2 separate regions of the Mus musculus genome follow, and region 1 is linked to region 2. The links are chromatin contacts, called in public Hi-C maps. All regions are on one chromosome and are shown on one strand. The core of a region is the stretch at or near the end of the contact, and the rest is flanking DNA. Distances in the headings are between cores, read along the strand shown.

Region 1 (4,711 bases), core at 1,412-3,911, 680 kb after region 2:
GCAAATGTTCAGCTGGCCCTGGTAATGCTCATTACTATGTTAAGGTAAAACAAAATCCCACTTTAATACTGCTGATTTATTTTAATAGGACCACTCACAGAAGATGTATTAGCAGAGAAAGGTAAAATGGCTCACTTTGCCTGTGCAATTTAATCATCTGGGGATCCTCATCCCATCTCTGCTGATGTAGATGTTGACATGATCATTTGAATGAGTGTACTGCAAATGCATGTCTTAAATCAAAGAGCATTGCCAAAAGGATAAGTGGGCAACTGAACGTGTTTTATATACGAAAATGGAGAAGATGTTTGATTGTAATGTTCCTTTTTCAGAGGGCCTACATTTTCTGGCTGGATCTTATCACTCCTAGTCATTCAACAAGAATTTATTGACCTTTTCGGTGTACTAAAAACTATTGGCAGTGCCGGAGACTCAACAGTGAACATGTCTGACAAATACAAACAAAAATTCTATTTTAGATTTTTTTTTTAAATCTCATTTGCTGCTGTTGCTATGATAAGCACCATGACAACACCCCAAGCAATTCACCAAGGGAAGGGATGATCTTCCCTTTCCTGCACTTCAAGGTCACCCTGAACTTCAAGGTCACCTATCACGGAAAGAAGTCAGGACAGGAGCCCAAAGCACATAACTGGAGGCAGGAATGGAAGCAGGGTCCACGGAGGGATGCTGCTTACTAGCTTACTCTCTGATTCACACTCAGTTTCAGTCCTTGCATAGTTCCAGTTCATCTGCGTAAGGATGGTCCTACCCACAGTGGTCTGGACCCTCCTATATCAATAAGAAATCAGGAAAATGGCTCACATGTATGTCCCCGAGCCAGTCTGATCCAGGCAATTCTTCGGTTGAAGTTCCTCTTACTGATCACTGTAGGTATGCGTGCATTGACTGCTAAACTATGACAGGGACATTACTTCATAATCCCACAGACTTAAGGAAGAAAATAAGTAAGGCTTTTAGTAGAGAGCACTAGGGCGGAATTGAGGAGGTAGAATTCAAAACTTCCTAAATAATGTCATCATAGATGGTCTGAACCAGAAATTTAGAAGACTAGAATCTTACTAAAGTTCTTCCAGCAGCCAGCTAATGGTGCTTAGGCAAGGGACATGTAGGGACAGAACTTTTTTTTAAAATGTCTATCAAAAAAGAATATTTCTCTAAATATGACTATCTCTAGTTCTTGAAGCCTATCAGTCTATGGCATCACATAGCATAAAGAATTTTCTAGATGTGATATTATGCTTAAGTGCTACAACACGAGATCATTCAATAGTGTACTGATAGGACCCATTTTGTAATATCGTGAGTCCTTATGAACCCAGAAGGAGGCAGAACAGCGATACAGAAGACGGATGAAACGGGGAGATCCAACAGAAAAGAAAGATGTGGTGTGAAGGAAGATACTCCTCCATCAATGGAAAAGCCATGGGGGAAGAATGTAAGCACTGTGCTGCCCCTGGGACCAAAGCCTTGCCTTAGTTAACACATGAGACCTTAGCGCTACAACTTGGAGGGATTCATTTCTCAACTCAAGTGGATTCAACAGCATACGCCTTCTTAGACCTTCCCCAAAGGGATGGAGCCCTGCCAGCACTTGGGTTCAGCTTTGCAGGATTCTGATCAGAGGATGCAACTGAGATGAACTGTGAGGAATCCACTGCTGTTGTTTTTAAGCTGGTGAGTGTGTATCCGTTTGTTACAATAGAAGACGAATGCATCACCACTGAACCGAGTATGGGAACCATTCACGGGCTCTCTCTGTCCTCCATTTCCCATAACCTCCCACTCCCATCCCCAAATGATAAACACTTATATCATTTTTCCCTCTAGAACACGTGTTGTACTAGTTTTTTGGCTCTGTAGAATTCAGCTTCATCTCTTGGCAAATTGTTCCAAAACTCATCCCCCTTCCCCTGTCTGATTCCCTCTCTTGGTTTTCAGGCTATCTTCCAAACAACTGATAACATACTTTTCTAGGAAAACGTTATGACAACTCTTTATTTAAAACATTTCAAAGATTCCAAATACCTGACAGATTAAAATCCGGCTCCTCCTAAATAAGAAAAACATGGCATTGGCTCTTGTCTAGAGCTCCAGCCTTTCACCCCACTCCCCTGCCTCTCTTTTCATTGTTAGCAGGATGTGAGAAGTATAATTTGCCATCAGGACCATTCTGCTGTCGGGATGTCTGAGACATCCCCAGATCTGATCTGTAGAGATGGAGGGATTGCAACTAGGGCTTCTTGATCTTGCACATAGAGGAAGAATCATGTAGCTAAGTAAACTAATATACTAACAATTCAGGTTTTCTCTTGTGCTTCACCTTGTGGATGCCTGGTATTCCGGTCTCCCTGGGAAATGGCCAAAAGTCTTTCCAACACTGACATAGGTCACTTCCCTGAATTTATACTCTGTAGCATCAATAGTACTTCTGGGCAGGACTGAGGTATATTGGCCAAGGGATAAATATTAACAGCATTTCCAGAGATGGGGTTGGCCTGTGGAGCCAGGTTTAAGAAAGAGATGGTGGGTGTATCCTTTTGTTTGAGGTGCTACAATAAATACCACAGACCACATGACTTAAACCACAGGCATTTGTTGCTCACAGTTCTGCAGGCTGGGAAGGTCCTGATCTAGGAGCTGGCAGGTCTGTCTAGAACGACATTAGTCCCATCACTGGAGCTCCACCCTCTGTCTGAAAGGCTCTAACATCACACTAGTGATTAAAGTTACAACATGACTTTGGACAGTCATGGCTATTCAGCTCAGCAGTGGGCTATGAGCTGACAGCTAGCTCACTGTATTTTTGAACCTGGAATTCCAGAAAGTTCTAGAATTCTGAATTTCAGCTCAGCCTGCTAGAATATTATGAAGATACATTTATCTAGGCAGGAGAATAAGCCATATTTTATGTAACCAAGTTTGTGAACTTGGTTAACAACTTGTCTTTAGGTTCAAGTCGACGTGGCTATTTGGATTGTTTCTCTAATTTCCACAAAGGTTAAATGGAGCACATTCCTATCAACACACCATGGTTTCATGCTGTTCCTTTTTGTGCTCTGAGTTCTTCTTATATTCTAGACAGGCTTGCCAGTATTCCTCACTGGGTTCAGGGTCGTTCCAATGCTCCGTCACACCAAGAAGCCTTCAGTAACTAGTCTCTCAAATATTCCCTACCAATTCAACATGTGCAAATGCGAAGGTGTTAACTGGGCCTCTTCTAAGCTGTCAGATGAAGAAAAGAGCACATTTTATTCATTCTGTTGTCTTACTCCTGTGGTTTCTGGTACATGTTATGGATTTAATTAACATTTATAGAACTGAAAACAACTAGCAAGTGATGAGTGCTTTATTCAGGAGACATTCCACAAGCGCTTAAGGAATAACAGCACAAAGGGAAGAAAAAGATCATCTGTGGATGAAAGGGGGATGACAGGTTCCTTATGCCAGGCCAAACGATAGTAATAGTTGGCATTTCTCGATCAGTATTTGCCAGAAGCTACTATACGAATTCTATGCGTGTGACATTGACTTCTCCTGATTCTAGGCGGCATGAGCTACCATCTCCATGTTGTAAAATAGGAAAGTGAGGGATATTAAATGGTTTGCCTGAAGTCCCACAGTCAGTAGGTGCTGGAGATCAGAGGAGCCCAAAACCTCTGTGTGACTGCACAACATCGCCCATGTATAGCAGAGGAGCTGACCCCACGGTCCTTTGCTGAACAAAAGAGAAACTATAAATAATCATACATTAGTTAGTAGGAAGTGAGTAACACACATCGGGGAATAAAAACAGGGACATCAGAAATGTGTAAATAATAAGACAGAGAACTGGGAGAGCAATTTGGATTCAAATAAGAGAATGAGAATGCACTTCATTGACAGCAGGGACATGTCCCACAGGAAGCTGGGAGGTCTTCTACAGAGGACCTCACTGCAGCAAGAGTTTCTGGAAAGTTCCTAGCACAGGATGTGAGAAGGGAATGTATGGGGGATGATTGGGTCTTCAAATCCAAAAACACAATACCAACACAAGTTTTACATTAAAATATTTTAAGACAGAGATTGTTCCTCACAACAGTTTTTCATTTGAAAGAGAAGTTACCATCTTTCCTGAAACGTTACTTAAAGCCATTTTACATGTCAACTAATTGGAGCACATTGTTACTTTTGAGTTGAATTTTTTAAAAATAAAGTAACTATTTTCCTATTTGGAGAAAATATATATCCATGCCCAATAAACAGTAATTTGTGTGTGGTAGGCAAAAAGAAAGTCTTTATAAATTCGTGTACAGGGAATTTCTTTTTTCTATTTTTTTATTAGATATTTTCTTTATTTACATTTCAAATGTTATCACCTTTCCTGGCTTCCCCTCCACCCCCCTCCCTTACTGCCCCCCTTCCCCTGCTCACTAATCCACCCACTCCTGCTTCCTTGTCCTGGCCTTCCCCCACACTGGGGCATCAAGCCTTCACAGGACCAAGGGCCTCTCCTTCCATTGATGCCAGACAAGGGCATCCTCTGCTACACATGCGGCTGGAGCCTTGAGTCCCTCCATGTGTACTCTTTGGGTGGTGTTTTAGTCCCTGGGAGCTCTGGGGGTACTGGTTAGTTCATATTGTTGTTCCTCCTAGTGGGCTGCAAACCCCATTCAGCTCCTTGGGTCCTTTCTCTAGCTCCCCCAGGGAA
Region 2 (4,791 bases), core at 734-3,233:
ATATATTAAAATCTTACCTGGAGAACAAGAGCTTATTTTTTTTTTCATGAGGGAAAACTGTGACTTTTTCTTTTGTCTTTGCAGAGACCATTATAAAACAGAATATGAAAATAAACTACATGATGAACTGGAACAAATCAAATTGAAAACTAATCTAGAAATTGATCAGCTTCGAAGTGCCTCTAGGGAAATGTATGAACGAGAAAACAGGTAAAAAGGGAGAGAGAGATTGAGCAAGCCTGTTTGGGATTATAATAATTTTACTGAAATTAAATGCTGTTTTTGAGACCTCTTTCTTCATAGTTGTAAATATAAATTTAATGGGAATGTTAACATTCTAAATTCTTTGATGGCTAATTACAACAAGGCTTATCATACTTTAGGTCTTTCCTAATGTGTCTGTTTCCTGTTACCTCAGTTTAAAGACAAGAATAAGAGAAAAATTAGTAAATGCCAAGACACCAAAAGTTATCCCAACCATTTCTCTTGTATACTTGTGAAAATTGAAATAGTAAAATATGCAATGTTATATATTTTATGTATCCTGAAAGATATTATATCAGATAACATTGAGGAATATTTTTATTCCCACAGTTACTTTTGAATTGTTATATGCTAGGTCCCCCTAGTAACTGGGAGCATTGGAAGATTAAATGAATGCACTTATTTCACTGACAGTTGTTCTCATATGCTTACTCTAAAGTTAATCTGGCATTTAAACTACTTCCTGCTTTCTGTCTTCTCTTGTTTCCTTCCTCCTTCCTTCACTTCCTTCTTCCTTTCTTCGCTTCCGTTTTTCCCTTTCCCTGGTGTCCTCATTTTTCCACCTAAACACGTTACCAACTAGGGTATCACTCAGCCTAAATGGGCACAATGATCTGCAGATGGGCCCAGCAAGCCCTAGTGGGTTAGGGGTAAGAGATCAGATCCCATGTTGACCAGCTTAGTGGGTAGTGATTAAACTTGCTAAAACATTAGAAAAATAAAAGGCCTTAGTAGAAACTGAATTTAGTTTCACTGGAAGTATCTGTGGGATATCCAAATAGTAGTGAATTCACAAATCTTACCTTACCAAGAGAAAGGTCTGTGCATGACAGAGAACTCTGGCAAAGATAATATGTATTATATAAATAATTACTATTTAGTTTTGTGGTTCATTCATTTCTCCTAGGCATATTGTAGGCATTTTGTAGGCTTTTGTTTACATAACCTTAAAATTTATGGCATAGTTCTATAGTACAGCATGATTTTCCCTAAACAATAGCCATTACTATATATTATTTTACTATGTACTTATTGTGACAGTTTCGTGATGTTTCAGTTGTCCATCAAAAAACAAGAACAAAGAGAATCATTTCAAATACATCCTAGCATAGCATACGTTTACATGTATTGACTCTCTCCCCGACTAGGAGAGATAGATAGGTAGATAGGTTGGCAAAGCTGACTAGAAAACTGGGCAGCAGGCGAAGTCAGCAGAAGGATAGTCAGAGCCTGCTGTGCTCATCCCCAGGGCTGCTCTGGATCCTCATTCACAGTGAATGGAAACTTTCTGTTTAGGCTTCATTTCTGAAGGGACACAATACCCTGACAAAAAACAGCTTAGGAGAGAAGGGTTCATTTTAGCTCACAAGTCCGTCCTGCTGGGAAGTCAAAGCAAGCCCCATCTGCAGGTGAGAGCACGAGAGTAAATTATGCACTGTGAGTGCTCAGCCTGCACTCTCATTACAGAGTTCTGGGGCCTAAGCTGGGAAATGGGGCCTCCCACATCAATTAATGCAGTCAAGACAGTCCCCTCACGCGCCAACCTGATCTAGACAACAGCTCATGTACACTCTTCCCAAGTGATTCTGGGCTTTGTTGAGTGGGCAATTAAAACTAACCATCATACCGCCTAACCAGAAAATTGATGGGATCGGACCCAGGCGCTTCAACCACAGGGTTTTAGATTGACCTGTAAGGTATTAACACTGTGACACAGTTGCCACCAGATGGCGCCAAAGTGCAGCGCAATGCTGTGCCGGCTCGGGGACACCTTAGTAGCTTTTGAATGTACAAGCTTGCTTTTATTGTTTTTCACTTCACAGGACTCTGTCCCGGTACTTATGTGACTGAATCCTCACTATGGCAGATCTGAAATATATCTATAACTTCTGTCCCTTTAAGTCCTTAACAAGGTGTAAGTTCTTTTGAAACCTTACAACTTAAAATGATTAAAGAAAGACTTTAATATTCCTTATAAAAGAACAAAATTCAAGCCAGGTGTGGTGGCACATGGCTTTAATCTCAGCATTCAGGAGGCAGAAACAGGCCAATCTCTATGAGCATGTGTTCAAAGCCAGCCTGGTCTACAAAGCAAGTTCCAGGACAGCCAGGGCAGTTACACAGAAAAGCTCTATCTTGAAAAACAAACAAACAATTAGTTTTGTTTTGAACAAGGTAAATTAAGCTGGCTGTGTATTACATTATGAGTTAAACTATAGCAAGTCTTTAGTCTTTAGCCTCGCCTCCTTATAGTTGCATTACCTTTTGAAGAGCGTAAGCAGCTAAGAGTAGAGAAATACCTTGGTAGCAGGAGGCAGAATGAGAGAAACTCAGTTCAGTGGTAAGAATTATTATGTAAATAACTTGCTTACTAGGTCTTTGTAAAGGCTACAGTCCCTCTTGCATGTTTTGAAATAAGACATTTTCCACAAATTGAGGTGCATACGTTCAACGCCAGTATTCAAGAGGTTGCCCAACCCCTTTCTTAAAAAGAAAAGACAGTATTCCATGAGTGAAAGATTTTGAGCAAAAAGACTAAACTTAGGTCCTGTCCCTCACAGCACTTGCTAGTGGGGGGAAAGCGACTGCCTAACCGTGAGTTTTCTTTCCTCTTTATAAGAATGAGCTGGTAGAAGGGCCCATGAGGTCTGAATTAGGAAGGAAATGTGAGAAGTGCATTGTAAGTGATAAAATACGTAATGAGTATAGGTATGTTTATGCCTTTTGCCTGTGTATAATAAAAATCATTTATATGATGACAATTTACGTAAAATGGTTATTATATAAAAGCTAACTGGTACATGAGAGTGTTACATTAAAGTCCACTGTTAGGAAATCTAGAAGGTCTACACAATGACTTGTTTCCTAAGCACCTCTGAGAGATAATAAAGGGGCAATAAACTAAGGTGCTTGAATTTTTCCAGAACACACAACTCCCTGGAATGTGAGATGTTCTCATAGCACGGAAAAGAAACTCGTGTAGTCCAGGCTGTGAGTTTCTTAGGCGCATTCACTAGGCTCTGCTTGCTGCAGAGTCTGGAACTGCAGCAGCTCACAGTTGTGTGAAAGGGAGGCCGCAGTGCAGAGGCGACTGAGCGGTGCTTCTAAGTGTGGCCATTAGTGCAGTGTTGCTTCGTGATTGTATTTCCTTCCTGTTAGTGCTGTCTTGATCACAGTGGACTGTCCCAAAGGCCACAAGAAGCCTCAGTGACAAACATGACATTTCCATAGAAAATTGGTGCTATGAAACAGCTTTCTATCTTGAATCTGGATTTATTTACGAGATCAGTTGAATCTATTTAACCTGCCCAGTAGATGAATTTGGAGCTAGATTACAGAGATTCCATCCTACATTTTAAAAGTGAGTCTCCTCGTTAGTGCTTCAACTAGTACTCCTCTTGTTCATATCTTACCAAATAAAATGTATAATTTTGAAATTTCTGTGAAAATATTTAAGTCTTTTTCTCTATTTTATCTTTGAGTTTTTGGTCTTTTTAGCTGGATTATTGGGAGTGAAGGGGTCTGCAGGTAACTTGGTGGACTGTGAGCAGCTGGGATGGCCTTTGTTGCAGCTCTCCTTTGTTATTACCCCATGTGCCTCAGGTGGTTCTTCCTGTCACTAATACTTACTTTGCGATGTGTAGGCTGTCCCACATAGACTGAAGGTGAGTTCCCCGTTGTGCAAGAGTTTACATACACATGCTTTGTGCATAGTTCTGTGCGCAGTGGGGGAGCCTGGGAGAGCAGGATGAGGCTAAGTTGTTACAGGAAAGCCTTCACAGAGGTTTCTAATGGACTGATCAGGGCTGAGCCTCGACACTGATGCAGAAGCTACTCGGCTGACCACCCACCATATTTATTCACTTTCATTTTAATAGTAATTGCTGACCACTGTTTAAACTGCAGCACCTTGATGAATCTTAATGAGTAGTTTTGTTTCGTAAATTTCTCATGCCTATGGACTTCTCTTGTATGTGTGTTTAATTTCATATGAATTGGTTACCTACTTTGAGTTCATAGTCACAGCTAGAAAGTATAAAATTCCATGTAAGCACTATTTTTGCTACATTCAAAGAATACCTGAGGGCTGGCGAGATGGCTCAGAGGGTAAGAGCACTGGCTGCTGTCCCCAGAGGTCCTGAGTTCAATTCCCAACAACCACATGGTAGCCCATAACCATCTGTAATGAGATCTGGCACCCCCTTCTGGCATGCAGAAGGTATACATGCAGACAGAACACTGTATACATAATAAATAAATAAATCGTTAAAGATCGGGTAATTTATAATGAATGGGAATTGATTATCTCGCTGCTCTGGAAGCTGAGACATTCAATATCAAGGTGCTAGCATTTGGCCCGGGCCTGTTTCCTCCATCCTCACATGGCAGAAGGCCAGAGAGCATGTGAGAGAGCAAAAGGCAGGGGACTTGCCCATGTTAACAGCATCAATCCCACTCAGAAAGGCTTCTCCCTCGGAGCCTGCTCACCTCTTGAGTACCTCTTATGATGACTGTTACAGCGGTGAT

What was found. Hi-C and Micro-C count contacts between places; a contact is called where the count stands out from the background.
Region 1: a Hi-C map of pancreatic cancer cells shows a contact between it and region 2, with 3 times the contacts expected there. The contact joins two enhancer-like sites. A contact is called at or near these places in 1 of 15 datasets of contacts at CTCF or cohesin (the NIH/3T3 cell line), 1 of 484 Hi-C or Micro-C datasets (pancreatic cancer cells) and 1 of 9 other capture datasets (embryonic stem cells).

Annotation. Positions count from the first base shown.
Region 1 is chr14:99,824,265-99,828,975 of GRCm38.p6, forward strand. No RefSeq gene overlaps it. Among named protein-coding and RNA genes, the nearest start is that of Gm22970, 53 kb to the left of the region's middle. Within about 2 kb of position 2,662, at least 9 of the 459 cell types and tissues checked have an H3K27ac peak or open chromatin away from gene starts, as enhancers often do. A contact at or near this core is called in pancreatic cancer cells, where this site is marked.
Region 2 is chr14:99,140,453-99,145,243 of GRCm38.p6, forward strand. It overlaps Pibf1 (progesterone immunomodulatory binding factor 1), which reads left to right. Exons shown (of 18, transcript NM_029320.3): 9 at 85-210. Among named protein-coding and RNA genes, the nearest start is that of Dis3, 43 kb to the left of the region's middle. Within about 2 kb of position 1,984, at least 49 of the 459 cell types and tissues checked have an H3K27ac peak or open chromatin away from gene starts, as enhancers often do. A contact at or near this core is called in pancreatic cancer cells, where this site is marked.